Regions from separate parts of the Sus scrofa genome. Here all the other regions are linked to region 1. A link is a contact called in public HiChIP or PLAC-seq data. All regions are on one chromosome and are shown on one strand. The core of a region is the stretch at or near the end of the contact, and the rest is flanking DNA. Distances in the headings are between cores, read along the strand shown. Region 1 holds the start of ELMOD2 (ELMO domain-containing protein 2). Region 2 has its middle 59 kb from the start of TBC1D9. Region 3 holds the start of TBC1D9 (TBC1 domain family member 9).

What was found. HiChIP or PLAC-seq counts read pairs in DNA pulled down with a chosen protein or histone mark.
Region 2: an H3K27ac HiChIP or PLAC-seq map of alveolar macrophages shows a contact between it and region 1. The contact joins the enhancer-like site here to the promoter of ELMOD2 in region 1. A contact is called at or near these places in 18 of 47 Hi-C or Micro-C datasets (alveolar macrophages, blood, embryonic fibroblasts and 11 more) and 2 of 2 datasets of contacts at active chromatin or transcription factors (alveolar macrophages and skeletal muscle).
Region 3: an H3K27ac HiChIP or PLAC-seq map of alveolar macrophages shows a contact between it and region 1. The contact joins the promoter of TBC1D9 here to the promoter of ELMOD2 in region 1. A contact is called at or near these places in 2 of 47 Hi-C or Micro-C datasets (fetal heart ventricle and heart right ventricle) and 2 of 2 datasets of contacts at active chromatin or transcription factors (alveolar macrophages and skeletal muscle).

The regions. Positions count from the first base shown.
Region 1 is chr8:86,544,028-86,549,061 of Sscrofa11.1, forward strand. It overlaps ELMOD2 (ELMO domain-containing protein 2), which reads right to left and starts at 2,625. Exons shown (of 9, transcript XM_021101556.1): 1 at 2,495-2,625; 2 at 1,227-1,381. The coding sequence starts at 1,368.
Region 2 is chr8:86,341,292-86,346,325 of Sscrofa11.1, forward strand. No RefSeq gene overlaps it. Among named protein-coding and RNA genes, the nearest start is that of TBC1D9, 59 kb to the right of the region's middle. Within about 2 kb of position 3,125, at least 2 of the 83 cell types and tissues checked have an H3K27ac peak or open chromatin away from gene starts, as enhancers often do. A contact at or near this core is called in alveolar macrophages, where this site is marked.
Region 3 is chr8:86,400,641-86,405,674 of Sscrofa11.1, forward strand. It overlaps TBC1D9 (TBC1 domain family member 9), which reads left to right and starts at 2,105. Exons shown (of 21, transcript XM_021101555.1): 1 at 2,105-3,203. The coding sequence starts at 3,074.

The DNA.
Region 1 (5,034 bases), core at 1,375-3,874:
CACAAAGGAGTTTCTGTTAAGTCATGATTTTTCCATTTAACATAGTGAACATGAACTGCAGCCAATCCCTGGTCTTCCTTTCCTTACTCTGGTTAAAGAGAAATGACTTTGATTATGTTTCTCATTCTTCTATTTTTTTTTTTTTTTTTTTAGCTTCTATGCTAATCTTTAAACTTTTTTTAAAAATTTTTTGTCTTTTTTTCCAGGACCCTACTCACAGCATATGAAGGTTCCCAGGCTAGGGGTCTAATTGGAGCTATAGTAGCTGGCCTATGCCAGAGCCACAGCCACGTGGGAATCCAAGCCTTGTCTGTGACCTACACCACAGCTCATGGCAACGCCAGATCCTCAACCCACTGAGTAAGGCCAGGGATCGAACCCGCAACCTCATCGTTCCTAGTCAGATTCGTTAACCACTGGAGCTACAATGGGAACTCCATTCTTCTGTGTTCTAATTTAAAAAAATATTTTCAATTAAGTATGGAAAGCTCATCAATTTTAGCACATACTAGAGCAGCACTGCTCAAAAGAAATATAATGTGAGCCAAAATGTGAGCCACATATGTACTATAACATTTTCTAGTAGCCACATTAGACTAAAAGAAACAGATAAAATTAATATATTTTAATCCGAGAGCCAAACATTATCATTTCAACATACAATAAATATAAACAATTAATAAGATCACTTTTATTTTTTTCATATAGTCTTTGAAATCCAGTGTATATTTTATACTTCTGCACATCTCAATTTAGACTCATCACATTTGAAGTATTATAAACAGCCACATGTGGCCAGTGGCTACTGTACAGGACAGTGCAGATTTTTAGTAGTACTGTTTTCATGAATTACATGAGATCAAAAGATTGATGAAGAATGCTGAATATGAAAAACGGACTCCTTTCCCTTGAGTGAAAATTTCAAAGGGCTTACAGAAGTAGCGAGTTTCCTCTAGAAAGTAGTAGTATAATCTAATATACAACTGATGAATTTCAGGAGCTAGAGAAGATTACTCTTTGCACAGATGCAGAATTAAGTAATAACGAGTTTCTTTTTTCTAGAAAATCACTTTTAGAGCTGGAAGACTTCAAAGCTAGATTTCAAAGATTATGAAACTGAGATTAAGTGACTTGACCATGATACATGAGTACATCTGTCACTGTAAGCACTGAGAACATTAAGTTAAAATTTTATTCGTTTTCAATTATTCTTTTTTGAACATTACCTATTCTGTGTGTCCTCTGTGCACCTGCATAGGTATCAAAAATTCGCTGCAATTCACATTTTCCAGTCATCTGTCTTAAGAGCCATTTCATCCAAAATCGGAAAAAGTGCCCATAGAAGAACTCCCACAAAGAAATAAACATTTTTTTTTTTTCCCTGAAGAAGGAAATACAGGACAGGTTTAATAGCTTTAAATTGGATTTTTTAAAAGGGGAAAAAAATCACAGTTTATCCAACTCATCAATTCCAAATTACACTAATATAGTTATTTCATTATGTCTATTTTAGTAGTAGTGTTTAAGCATCTAAGAAAACAATGACAGGTGTAGGACATAACATTTAGATTAATTAAATGATGGCTGGTCAAATGGCCAACTTACCACTTTTAAACAATTGTGAAAGTCAAATTACTTAATTAGATTCACGCTCTCAGTTCTCTATTTTAGTTTCTTATTTTTTGAGAACAGGGCTCAACTGCTTAAGAACAAAACGACCCCAGCTAAGCAACAGTGAAATCAAATATACCATATATCAGAATTGTTCGTATAAGGAATAAGTCTTCTTAAACCCTGTGAATAATTCCAGTAACATCTGTCGCACAGGCAGGTGATCCCAGCAAATAAGAACACTACATATGGCTTACAAACTGAAGTACACAAGTTGAACTCGGAGTAAGAATCACACCCTGGCTAATGGTCGATATTCCATTCAACAAGTGAAGGGCAGAAATAATAAGAAGAGTAATAAACGACACCCTCGATAAGACAGAATCTTTATCCCATAAGAAAAATCTTCAATTCCTAAATGAAGCGGGGTCGGGGAAATGCAAGTCAGGAGTAATTACTCAAAAATGCTCATCTCCTTCCTGCCTTAAACTCACAAATATATCACTCCATTTCCCGAGGGAGTGTCAAATTCGAGATTCCCGCAGATCAGTGCAAAATCAGTGCAATCAAAAATGGGCTGAACTGTGACTTTAAAATGAATCCATCTGTTCCTCGCTCATCAGGACAAAAGAAGCCGAAATGCCAAGCGGAGGAAACGCCAGCTCGCCAGCCCTCGGGGAGCCGCTTGCGCCGAGCCCCCCTTCTGGAGCCTGGCCAAGCCCAGCTCGCGCCCAGCCCAAGGGTGGGAGGGAACCGCTAGCACAAAGCCGCGCCGGCCCTGGCGCCCTGCGCGGACTTTCCGTAGGACACCGCGGGGTTCGCGCGCCCTCAGCTCAGCAGCACCCAAACGGCGCCGGGCAAGAGGAAAAGAAACAGCAGCCACCTCACGAGAGCGGAAGAACTAGGGGGAGCTGGAGCTGCCTCGGTTTCCCCAACTGCAAACTGCCGGCAACGGAAACGACGCTACCCGCGGTCCGCTCCCTGCAAGCACCGCGACCCGGAAGTCGGGAGCCAGGCAGCGGGAACGCCTTCCCCGGGACTCTGCTCGCCCCCGTCCCGCCCCACCTGCTCGCCGATAGGCCCGAGGTCCACCAATCGCTATCTCTGAAAGGACGTCGCTCGGAGCTGCCGCGTCGCGCGTACTCGGATTCCAGGAACGCCCGACGGTTGCCCTGGCAACCGCTCCCTCGAGGCACACCCCACGCCGAAGATTGGTCTTTGGTGCGGCGGCTTCGTAGACTTTTCTCGCTTTGAACTTAAGGTCTTTTGCGTAAGTTGAAACCGTGTACTCCTCCTAGATTCCAGGCACCGGAGAAGCGATGTGCTTTGTATAGTTTTAATAGCGCCAAGGGTACAGAAGCGCTTTCACCTATATTTAATCTTAATTCTGTGGTTTAATTAGTAACAGTCCCACTTCAAGAATGAGAAAACGGAATTTACGTTGAATGACTTGCCCGTGGCAGATAGAGAGCCCTGTACGTTGAGTAAAAAGTTTGGACTTTGTCCTACAATAATAAAAAGCTAATAGCTGATTCAGCGAACATTCATTCCTTAACTAGTTGTTTTTTTCTGGAAAAAAATAATTTACGGTAATTTATGCACATGATTTTTTAGAAAAATCGAACCTCAAACAGTACATTCATTAATTCAACAAGTATGTGTTGATTGTTATGCACCAGGCAGTGTTGCAAAAGGGAGTCATACAGTCAATAAATGAAAATATTTAGTATGTTAAATGGCACTATAGTAAGGGGTATATTAGGGAAGAGAGGAAGAGTTTTACATACAGGGGAGTCAGAGGGGTATCGGTGTTAAGGGGATATTTGAGCAGTGTTTGGAATGAAGTAAAGGAGTATGTGAAGGGAGAATATTCCAGACGCTAGAGAGTATTTCAGACACTAGAATGGCAAGTGCAAAGGCCTTGAATCAGGAGCATACTTCATAAGTTGGAGGAATAGCAAGAAGGGTAGGGTGGCTGGAGGAGAAAGACCAAGGGGAGAATTAAAACGTAAGTAAAAAGACAAACATATTGAAAAACAACTTTCACTGTCATGCACAACTCCTGGTCCTTCAGCCCCCATGCTCAAAAGGAACCAGTATTAGTTTCTTTATACCTCCAGGGACATTCTGGCAAGTAAAATTATAAATATATATTACATCCCCTGTTACATTACCTCCATCTCCTATTTAACATAAATTTTAACAAAATAGCAGTGCACACTTTTCCACACCTCAACCAACATTTTTTAAAAGGTGCTAGTTGTAAACACTAGACATGTAAAGGGTGTATAAGCCACCATCCCTGCCCCATAGAAGCAACCAACAATCAACTTGGTAATGAAATCTGGATATGTACTATAATAATAAAACACAGACTCAGATCTTGAAAGAAACTTAAAGATCAACTCAATGGATATTTTTCGTTGTACATAAAAAGATTCAGAAAGGCAAAGCAAATTGGCAAGAAGTAGAAACAAACCTTTATTTCAGAGGTCTCTCGGTTATTACACAAGACCTTCATATAATAGAAAGTCAGATAATTCTGTAGTACAGTTATATAATCCTTTTACCTTTTCAGTGTGCTACACTGAAGATAGAGTGGGCAGAAAGGAACATATTTCCTTGTCTCCATGCTGCCTGATGGCCCACTTCTATTCATGTTTCTCTCCAAGAGAGGAGAATGCTAACCTGTTTGGTAAGAATGTGAGAGGCTGACTGAACAGCATTTATTGGGAGCAGGATCACTATACATTAAATTACCATGTGCATATGATTTTCTCTTCTCTCTTCCATGAATTCATTTGCATGTAAGTAGCAGATGCGTTAAACCAGTCCTGTGCCCCGGGGAAGATTGACTTTCTCTCTTTCTCTCCTGTTCTCTATGGCTTCCTTCTTCCATGTGGCTGGCCAAATCCTAAGATTAGAGTTCTGGCTTCAAGGAGGAGGAGGGACCTACTTAGGTTCCTGGACTAACTTGTGTGCTTCTACCAGGCCTTATCAGATATACCTACATGGAAAACAAAGGCTATGGTGTAATGGAGTTCGGTTATATTTTTGAGTAGTACTCAGGAATCTCTGCTTTCTTGGATTTTCAGACTAAACAACCAAGGCTCTGTTGATTTTAGAAACTACTTAATGGAAGGAGTTGGTTGGTATGACTGTTAATTAACCATTTACTACAAGGTTCAGGATTTGATCTATAGAGAATTTAAGTACCATATCAGCGCCCTCTTTGGAGTGCATGAAGTCTGGAATGCAGTGAATTTATAATGAGAAGGAAAACTGTATACTCCTTTTGCTAACGGTGAAATGGATTACCTCTGTGGAAGCATGAAGAATGTTAAGGACAGTGGCAACCCTGCTTGGTTTTATGAGGATTTGTGTTACACTTCCCTGAAACTATGTTAGACCCTTTGACTAGGG
Region 2 (5,034 bases), core at 1,875-4,374, 200 kb before region 1:
ATCTTTGGCTTCAGTCAGTGGGTTAAGGATCCGGCGTTGCCGTGAGCTGTGGTGTAGTCACAGATGTGGCTCGGTCCCCCATTGCTGTGGCTGTGCTGTAGGCCGACAGCTATAGCTCCAATTGGACCCCTAGCCTAGGAACCTCATATGGACCCTTGGCCTAGGAACCTCATATGCCAAGGGTTTGGCCCCAAAAAGATTTAAAAAAAAAGAATTAGGATGGACACGACCACAGTCTCTAAGCAGGAACACCCTCCCGTACACCCACAAGGTCAGTCCCGGTGCCTGCTGGCTAATTTAAGCTGGCTAGGAAGCTCCTTGCCTCACCATCTCAAAGTGAGTTATTCCCTTTCTGCACTCACTCCTTCAAAAAGAAATGAAGGCAGCAGCCTGCCCTTCTTCTAGCCCTCCTCTGACACTGAGACTCGCTTGGCAGAAGGTGTAGCAGTGGGTTTGTTTTTCATATATTATGGGGGACCAGATGTCCAGAGAAACTCCTCCAAACTACAGAACCCTTAAAAATATTGGACATTTTTTTTAATCTCCCTTAAGGAGAGTAGCTAAATTGATGGGAAAGTAAGAAAAATCCTTGGAGGCCAGAAGCCATAAGAAAATACTACCCAGAAGGGAGATGAAAACCAAACATGGAATTTCCCCAGGTGAATATGCTGCTCCCTCATGGTCTAGAGATCCACAGTTGTTTTTCTCCTGTAAAGGGCCAGGTAAATATTTTAGGCTTTGTGAGAGCTCCCTGGTGGCACAGCAGGTTAAGGACCCAGTGTTGTCACTGCTATGGCCCTCGGGAGCGGGTCTGATCCCTGGCCCTGGAGCTTTTCACACTGGATGCCGTCACCACAGACAAGCCCTCTAATGAGCTCAGGACCAGAATCCAGCCACTCGTATGACCTGAATTGATTTATGAAAGATTTAAAGTGGGCCCAGACTGTTTCTGTTTTGTGTATACATTCAGTTGCATTACTTTTTAATTTTATTTTTTTCTTTTTTATGGCCACACCTGCGGCATGTGGACGTTCCTGGGCTAGGGACTGAATCGGAGCTGCAGCTGCCAGCTACACCACAGCCACAACAACACTGTTTTTACACCCAAGTCTTTCTGGCTTTTAGAAACTGTTTTTCACCCGTGCATGACACTGCTTTCCCTCTTCTAAAGGGACAGCTGACAAGTTCATCCCTATAAAACAAAAGCGAAGAGACTTAAATGAAAAATAATAACAAAGTGACTTTGCCATGGAGAAATCTGACACTACCCCAGCCAGATGATCAAAGCCAACCTCAGCAGCGATAAGTCTTGTTGCTAGTGTGTCTCTATGTTATGATGTGAAGAGAGAGTTACTTTAGATCTGTGGCTTCCTCCCCAAACTCAAAACATAAACCTAGTATAACCATGATTAGAAAAAAAAAAAAAAATCAGGCTTAAGACTGAGCTGACAGAGATGTCAGCATTATCTGACAAAGATTTTAAAGCTGCTATCATAAAAATGCTTCATCGAGACGACAAATACACTGGAAACAAATGGAAAAAAAAAAAAAGAGTTCCCATCGTGGCTCAGAACCCAACTAGTATCCACGAGGACGAGGGTTCAATCCCTGGCCTCGCTCAGTGGGTTAAGGATCCAGTGTTGCCATGGCTGTGGTGTAGGCTGGCAGCTACAGCTCTGATTCGACCCCTAACCTGGGAACTTCCATATGCTGCAGGTGCAGCCCTAAAAAGACAAAGACCAAAAAAAAATTTTTTAATAAAAAAGTAGGGAAGGTTTGGGAGTGCCTGCTGTGGTACAACGAGTTAAGGAGACAGTATTGTCTCTGTGGTGGGGCTTGGATTTGATCTCTGACCCAGAACTTCCAGATGCCATGGGTGTGGCCAAAAAAAGAAAAAAATTAAATTAAAAAAATATATATAGTAGGGAAGGTTTAGAGTATCGTCCCTGTGTTTGGGATAAAATTTTCAAATAGCTAAGATTTAGAATAGAACCAATATTGCAGATGTTAGGTGATATTATTAGCAAGCCTCATCTTACAGCAGCAATGCACACTGAAAATAAGAGAAAAATTAGAGATATTAAGGTAAAGGTTGTCAAGTGAATATATAAAGGAAATAGACCCAAACAATAAATAATAAAATTATAATTAAGAGAGTTTCCTGGTAGTCTGGTGGTTAGGACTTGCACTTTCACCACCACAGCCTGGGTTTAATCCCTCGTCTGGAAACTAAGATCCCACATCAAGTTCTGCATGCCACGGTCACACACACACACACACAAAAAAGGAAAATTAAAAAACAAAATAAAAAAAACCCAGGCAAGTCCATGCAAAGGGACATTCTTCCAAATCAATGACTGGTATTCTCGAAGTGGTCAAGACTATCAAAATCTAAGTTATACAAACTCTCAGAAATCAGAGGAGTCTAAGGAGACAAGAAGATGAAGTGTAATGTGGTATTGGAGATGGGATACTGGGACAGAAAAAGGATATTAAGGGAAAATGAGTGAAATCTGGAAAACAGCTGGAGTTTAGTTCCCAGGAATGTACCAGCGATGATCCCTTAATTGCAACAAATGTACCAGGGTAATATCAGATATTAAGAGGGAAAATAAGGTGAGAGACAACAGGAATGCTCTGTACTATCTTTGTAATGTTTCCAGAAGTCTAAAAGTATTCTAAAATAAATTTTAAAAGAGATATTTATCAATTCTGTGAACCCAAAGAATTGCTAGAAACAGAGAAATTGTTTTTTTATGCTCTTGTGATGTCACTTCCTTGGAAATATTGGGAATAGAATAGATAACTCAGCATCATGAATAGGTTAGAAGTTCTTGAAGCAGGATACTGGATCGAATTCTTTCTTAACATCAGTTCCAGATTTTTCAAGACCATAAATCTATTTGGTATTAACTGTTACAATGACTCTTCAGAATCATTGGGAAATGCACAGAATGAAAAGCTAATTATTTGTAATTATATGTCTGAGTGACTGCAAAGGACTTCAAACTAGTGTAAAAAGTAGGTTTCTTAGCCGGTGCACAGGAAAGACAGTTAGCATTGGATGGTAATGCACCAGTGATAGTGAGCACTTGCCTTCTGATGGTATTTGTGTAGTTGCACTGTTTCTCCCAGTAGGGGGCTCAGTTGACCATTGAATGGAAGAGGGGCCCTGGCATTGGAGAACAGAGGTGTGTGGCTTCGCTGGAAACAGAGTTTGCAGGGTAATTTTGAGAAAGAATAACTATTCCGAAATCTTGTCCAGTAACCCTTGTACCAGTAACCCTTGTAAGAAGGGGGACAGATGCCACCAACCAACATGGCTGAGGTAGAGGGTGTATTAGAGAAGAAAGAATGTGTATTGGACTAAACCAGAAGACAGAACACTTAGGTTTATGTATTACTGAAAATTTGTCTCCCCCACTGAGAAGCAGGTTAGAACTGACAAAACTAGAAATGCCCTCTCCCTGGCCAGACTTATGTTGCTGCAAAGTCACATGGAAGAAACGTGCTTAGAGTATCATGTATTCACTGATTGGCCACAAATATCTTATTCCATGAAGCATTTCACAAGACAGCGCATGCATTTAATCGTTTAGCTTAAGCACATCCGAAAGGAGTTCCCTGGTGGCCTGACAGTTAAGGACTCAATGTTGTTACTGCCATGGCTTAGGTTACTGCTGTGGCTCCGTTTCGATCCCTGGCCTGGAAATTTCCGCATGCCTCTGGAATAGACAAAAAAAAGCACAGCACCAAGATCAGCCTCTATATAAACACACACACACAAACACACATACACACACAATTAAAATCTTCTAATGTCCTCCCATTTCTACTAAGTCCAAGTACAGTACAGAATCCTTAACTTGGAGTTCCTATTGTGGCTCAGCAGAAATGAACCCAACTAGTATCCATGAAGACTTGGATTCCTCCCTGCCCTCACTCACTGGGTTAAGGATCCAGTGGTGCCGAGAGCTGTGGTGTAGGTCACAAATGGGGCTCGTATCCCATGTTGCTGTGGCTGTGGCATAGGCCGGCAGCCGTAGCTTCAATTCGACCCCCTAGCCTGGGAACTTCCCTATGCCACACCTGCAGCCCTAAAAGAAAAGCAAAAACAAAAACAAAAAAATGAAACGGAATCCTTAACTTGACCTCCTAAGTCCTGCAGGCTCTGGCATCTCAAAATTATCTCATACCACTCCCCACTCACTCCAAGTGTTCCAGCCCCACTCCCCTTCTTCTAGTTCAGTCTGTGCTCCTTGGGATCTTGGCTCAGCCGCTTTCCCATGGAGGAAGCATCTCTCAGCTCTAGGTTAGGCAGCCTTTTTTGCTAAAAGCTTACAGAGCACCCTGTACTTTGCTTTCATAGCTCTAATGACAGGTCACCTGTGTGTGCTCAACATAGTATGAGACAATGCTCGGCATGAATAATTCACTCATGTGATTGTTAGATGAGTATTGATTTTCCTCTCTAGACGGCGCATACCTTGGGATTAAGGTTCATGTTTTTATTCTCCGTGTATCCCCGTGCCCAGCACAGGACCTGGCTCAGAGCAGGCTGGCTATATGTATTTGCACAATAAATGACTGAAGGATCAACCTGCTCCCCACCTACCTGTTTTATCCTTTTCATCCAAAAAGAAAAAAAAAATAAACAATTTCACCCAGGAATTAGAATTAGGAATATGTGATTACTGTACACCAGGCTATTTGGGAGATTTGGGGAAAATAGTATAAATGAGACATTTAAATATTAGCTGCAAAATATAGGGAAAATTATAGAAAAGGATAAGATTAAATCACGTAAAACAAAAACTTTGAGACTGGTCATTAAAGGGGCATATTTTATAAAGAACCATTTTCCAGGATGCCAGCATTGATGAGGAGCAGACAAAAAGTATTAATTCAGGTGAGATAATGTATTCTTACTAAACAAGGGACTTGGAAAAGGCAGCTCTAGACTCAGCTCATCTCTTCCCTTAGCAAAGCAAAGTCCTAAAGAGCGAAATCTATAATAGACACCAGAGAAAGCCA
Region 3 (5,034 bases), core at 855-3,354, 140 kb before region 1:
CCCTTACTTCCAGGAGAACTGGGTGGTCATGGAGTGGGCACTGCAGTTGGGGGGTGGGGAGAGGGGAGAGAGGTGAGGTTGGGCTGAAATAAAGTTCTTAAGACTCTATTTCCTATTTCCAAGGATGGGCAAGTTCCTCGGAGACAAAGTAATTACTGGGAGTGGGTGAGGAGAGGGAGGGAACTATACCATTGCGGAGGTAAAAAAGCAGGAAAGGCCAGCACAAATGGGAATGGGGGTGAGGTGCCAAATTTACTACCCTCACAATCTTGTTTCAATCAGATCCGCCCACTAAGTAGCAAACAACTAACTGCTGCAAAGTGGGGCCATCAAAGTCCTATTGGAGTTGAATTTTTCCATTGATGGGTGGGAAATCTCAGGTGACAAAGATTATGATGTCTTTAAGCCTATTTTATTTATCTGTTGAATGCCTCTTTAAGTGGTTTGAGACAATCCCACAGATCAAACCACCTGATCCCTTGTTGCGGTGGCTGTGGTGTAGGCTGGCAGCTACCTCCAATAAGACCCCCAGCCTGGAAACTTCCATCTGCTGCAGGTGAGGCCCTAAAAAAAACAAAAAACCAAAAAACAAAACCAGAATATAGCTAAGGACTTAATTTTTTTTTCTTCTCTCCTCTTTGTGTCCAATCTTGTTCTCAACACGTTTTTTTAAGTTTGTTTTGGTTTTTACCACTATTTTTACATCTTAATCTTCAAGAAGGTAGAGATTTTTGTGTGTTTTGTTTACTTATCCCAAAGGCCTAGAGTGCACGCATTCAATAATTACACGTTGAGTGAATGAACACATGAATTACATAAGTAAATAAGATTTTTGGCACCAAGAGATACAGAGTGTTAAGCTAAGATCATACTTTAACAAAGTTTCCTCGTGACTCAGTGGGTTAAGGATCCAGTGTTATCAGTGCTGTGGCTCTGGTTACAGCTGTGGCACAGGTTTGATCCCTGGCCAGAGAGCTTTGGGCTGGACAAAAAAAAAAAAAAAAAAAAAAATCACACTTTAGGGGTAGAGTAGAGAGGTCAAGACACAGCTTTGAGCACTGTAAGAACACCCCAAAAGACAGTACAAGGGCACTTAGCAAGTTTTTTTTAATGTTAATTATATAAAATAAAAGAATATCAATGGAAGCACATCAAAATATTAGAATTCTATATAGATTTAATACAACTTTACATACATACAGTTTGCAGTATTTTTATTTCTTAAAATTTACAATAAATTTTGTGAATGCAGGCACTGTACCTTGACCAAAAGATGTTTTTGAGTCTGTGTTAAAAAATGTGAAATGACCACAAATGTCTGGAAATCTAAACTATTTCCTAAAGAGGCAGGAGGTCAACGAATATGATAATGTAAAGGGAGACTTGCATTTCTCAAGAGCCCACTAGGTAGGAAACCAACATGTGCAGGGACATCTTCATTAAAATAGCTGGCAGGTGCTCACTGGACTATTTGAAGGAAGTCAGCAATCCAAGAGAGAGCTAAGTAATAAATGCGAAGTCCACACAAGAAAGTCTCATTTGAATGCTTTGCTCTTTTGGAAAGGGAGAGGTCCCTGGGGTTGTCCTATGTCCAAGACAAAGCAGAGTTTAGTAAATTCCCATCATCTGGGAAGAGGAGCCCCTTTTTGCTCAGCTATCAGCAGATCTACTGGGTGTAAAAAAGAAGTGAAAAAAAAGGTCATCGGATATGTAGGTGAATGGTCTGTGATGGCCACAGACTCGAAATACAAGGGAAAGAAAAACTGTCTAGGGATAAAGATGGCCTGGTTTGTGTGTCTCTAATTTCAATGATTCTTTTAAAAAATTTAAATCCATCCATTAAGTGTGAATAAATCCTTGGATTCTGCCATGTCCAGTTCTCGAAGCGCCAAATGCCTCATACAGGGACAGCTGTGGTGTGAATTAGTTACTCTAAGCTTTTGGGCTGCTTCCAACTTCGCTATTGCTTCTGCCCTACAGGTCAAGGAAAGAAGTGATGTAATGCACTTAGCTGGGCCACTTTAATTACAATGGAATGGAGAGGGGGAGGGGTTACAGGCGATGACAAGTTTAGCGCATGACTTGCCCTAGGGATGTAGGAAACAAAAACATCGACAACCATTGGCTGCGCCCACTTCCGACCCGGGTCCAGCTCGCAGCCTGGAACCTTGAAGCACGTTTCTTGGGAAGAGGGGTGGCGCTAACCTACAGAGCGTCAACCATAAACACACATACACACGCAGCGCGCGCGCACCCCTCCACCCCCACGGAGGCTGGCAGCGTCCTCCCTGCTGGGATGGGCGTGGGGCCGAGTGCTTGCCACCCGGTTCCCAGAAGGTTCCCGCAAAGCCAGACGCGGCGGCCGCACTCGGCTCGCAGGGCCGGTGGAGGATTCGCGTCCGCGGAAGCTGGTGTCACTCGGGCTCGCTCGCAGTGAGCCTCGCTGTCGTCATTCATTTGCAGTGTCCGGAGCGTCCTTCCAGCAGGGAGCTGGGCTTCGCCGAGGGTGCGAGCGGCTTCGACGCGGAGTGTTAATGCGCGGGGACCTCGAAGGCTTAGACCGGCTAGAGACGGAGGCGGCCCGGGCAGTGGGTGGGCGCTACGGGAGCAGCCGCGCCCCAGATCAGCTCGGCCCGACCCGCGGGGCCGAATCAGCTCGCGTCGCCCGCAGCCCAGCCCGCCGCCGGGCGGGATCCCGGGACTGAGCCACACCACTTCCTCCTCCTCCCGCTCCTCTTCCTCCTCCTCCTCCCGCTCCTCCCGCCGCCGTGGGCCCCAGGCGGGCTGCGGAGCGAAAGGCCTGGGTGTCTGCGGCCGCGGGCTCACGGGAGGCGGCGGCGCCGCCGCGGAGAGGATGCTGCTCGCGGCGCCCGCGTCCTCGCCGTCCTCCCCGCCACCCGCGGGAGCTTAGCTGTGGCCCGGGCGCCGCGGGCAGCCCCCTGGTGAAGCCGCTCTCTGCCGCGGCACCTTAGCCGGCGGGCGGGCGGGCGCGCGTGTGCCTGGGAGTGCGCGCCTGTGTGCGCCGGACCCGACCCGCCGCCCCATTGTGCGGCCGCCCGCGGCGCCCGGGAACATGTGGGTGAACCCCGAGGAGGTGCTGCTGGCCAACGCGCTGTGGATCACCGAGAGAGCCAACCCCTACTTCATCCTGCAGCGGAGGAAGGGGCACGCGGGCGATGGAGGCGGCGGCGGCGGACTGGCGGGTAAGGACTCGCGGCGTGTCCCCGCGGGAGGGGGGCCGGGAGCGCTGCGGCACCGCCCGCGGCCCCGGGCTGCGGGCACCCGAGACGCCGCCCAGTCCCTCGGGGCCCGGCGACCCGCCCCACTTAGCCGCTTGAAAGCATCAGTAGTCATCATTTTCGGACTGAAAAAAAAAGAGATGCCTCTTTTCTGCCGCTTCCAGGCGATGCGGGCCCTTCGTGGACCGGGAGCCCCATTCAGTGGGTGGTGTTGATGATGAGTGAATCTGGGGAGGGGGGAGCATAAGTCCTTATGATTTGAACGCGGCACTTCTCCCCTCCCACCTTTAAAAAATATTGCTTTATATACCGGCAAGAGAGGTGAAGGATGGCTAATTTTTACTTCATTCTCTTTACTGGTAATGGCAGGTTCAGGTATAAAATGTTCTTTTGTTTCCAGCGAAGCAATCGGAAAGGAGGCTGGTGTGGTCATTTCCTAGATTAGTTATGACCTAAGAGAATAAATAAGGAAAAAGGAATTGTTGTTGTTGCATCTAATTAGACATAAGAAAGCAAGTTATCTGGCTGTAAAAAGAATTAGCAGTATAACTACATTTTAACTCTTACCTCAATCACTTTCCCAAACCCCCGCACAAAGCATTGCTAATATTGTAACTATTACTAAAACCATGTGTTATCATTCAGGATTGTAAAATCAGACCCCTATCCCAAGAAGTGCCACGTTAGAAAGGTATTCCTTTATTAACTAGTTTGCTTGGTGGGCGATTACAGATCATCTCCTACACATACTGTCCTAGAGAAATTGGACCTTCTCCTCTCCCCAGTGGTTAGAATGAACAAAACTGGGATACTTTTTAAAATGAAAAAGTTAGCAAAAGAAACGGGAGAGGTTTAACCCGGAAAGAGATTGCACAAAAAAGATGAACCTTGACCTCTTCAGAGTTCAAAATGTCACCCTCCCCAACCGCGACCCCCGCCCCCACCGCCCCGCCGGCCGCCCCCAGCTTACACGCTGGGTGAATTGTAGCCTTCAAAATGCCCTGCTATGAACTGAAAATTCTTGATGTTGTAAGTATTTGTTGTGATTATAATTTATAAACTAGTTTTCTCAAGATTAAATTTCAAGTGTCATACACTGTATGGCCTCTACTGGTTTGACAGATCTTGCTAATGCATCAGATGGTCTATAGATAATCTAATTTTTCTGCGCTTTTGCTACCATAAAAGAGAAGGGAATCTGCAGAGCTCCAGATCGTGTTCTGGAAATTCTGATTTCTGGCCTAGAATCAGAATTTTCCTCTTCATTTTGTAGAAGTTGTCTAACTATATACATTAACCTGAAACTTGAGTATCTAATATTGGTACCAGTCCAGATTGTCCTTTAAGTCTAGAACAACAAAGTAGATAGTTTATTGTATTAACAGAGAACATTTCCTGCCTGGAGTTAATCCTCCCACACCATGAACTACTAAGTATTTATTTTCTGGAGTCATTTACAATAAGTTATAAAAAATAAGAAGTGCAGAACCTTCTTTTTCCAGTGGACATTTTTATTGTGTTCCTACTGATTCTTAGAGCTGTAATTAACTGCAGTCCACTTAGAATCTCATCATTGATGACATTTCAGATAAAACTTCATCTTCTTAATTAAGAAATCTTAGTTATTGTACTTATTGCAGGAATGATTGAAATCATTGAAAGGAGTAGAAATACTCTTGCCAATGAAGGCTTTTTTCAGCCAACATGGAAAAAAATGTTTGCTCTGCTGGATTGGTACCACATCAGAGGTAGCAGGAGCATTTAGAAATCCTTGTACAGTGTATAAAATATTCTA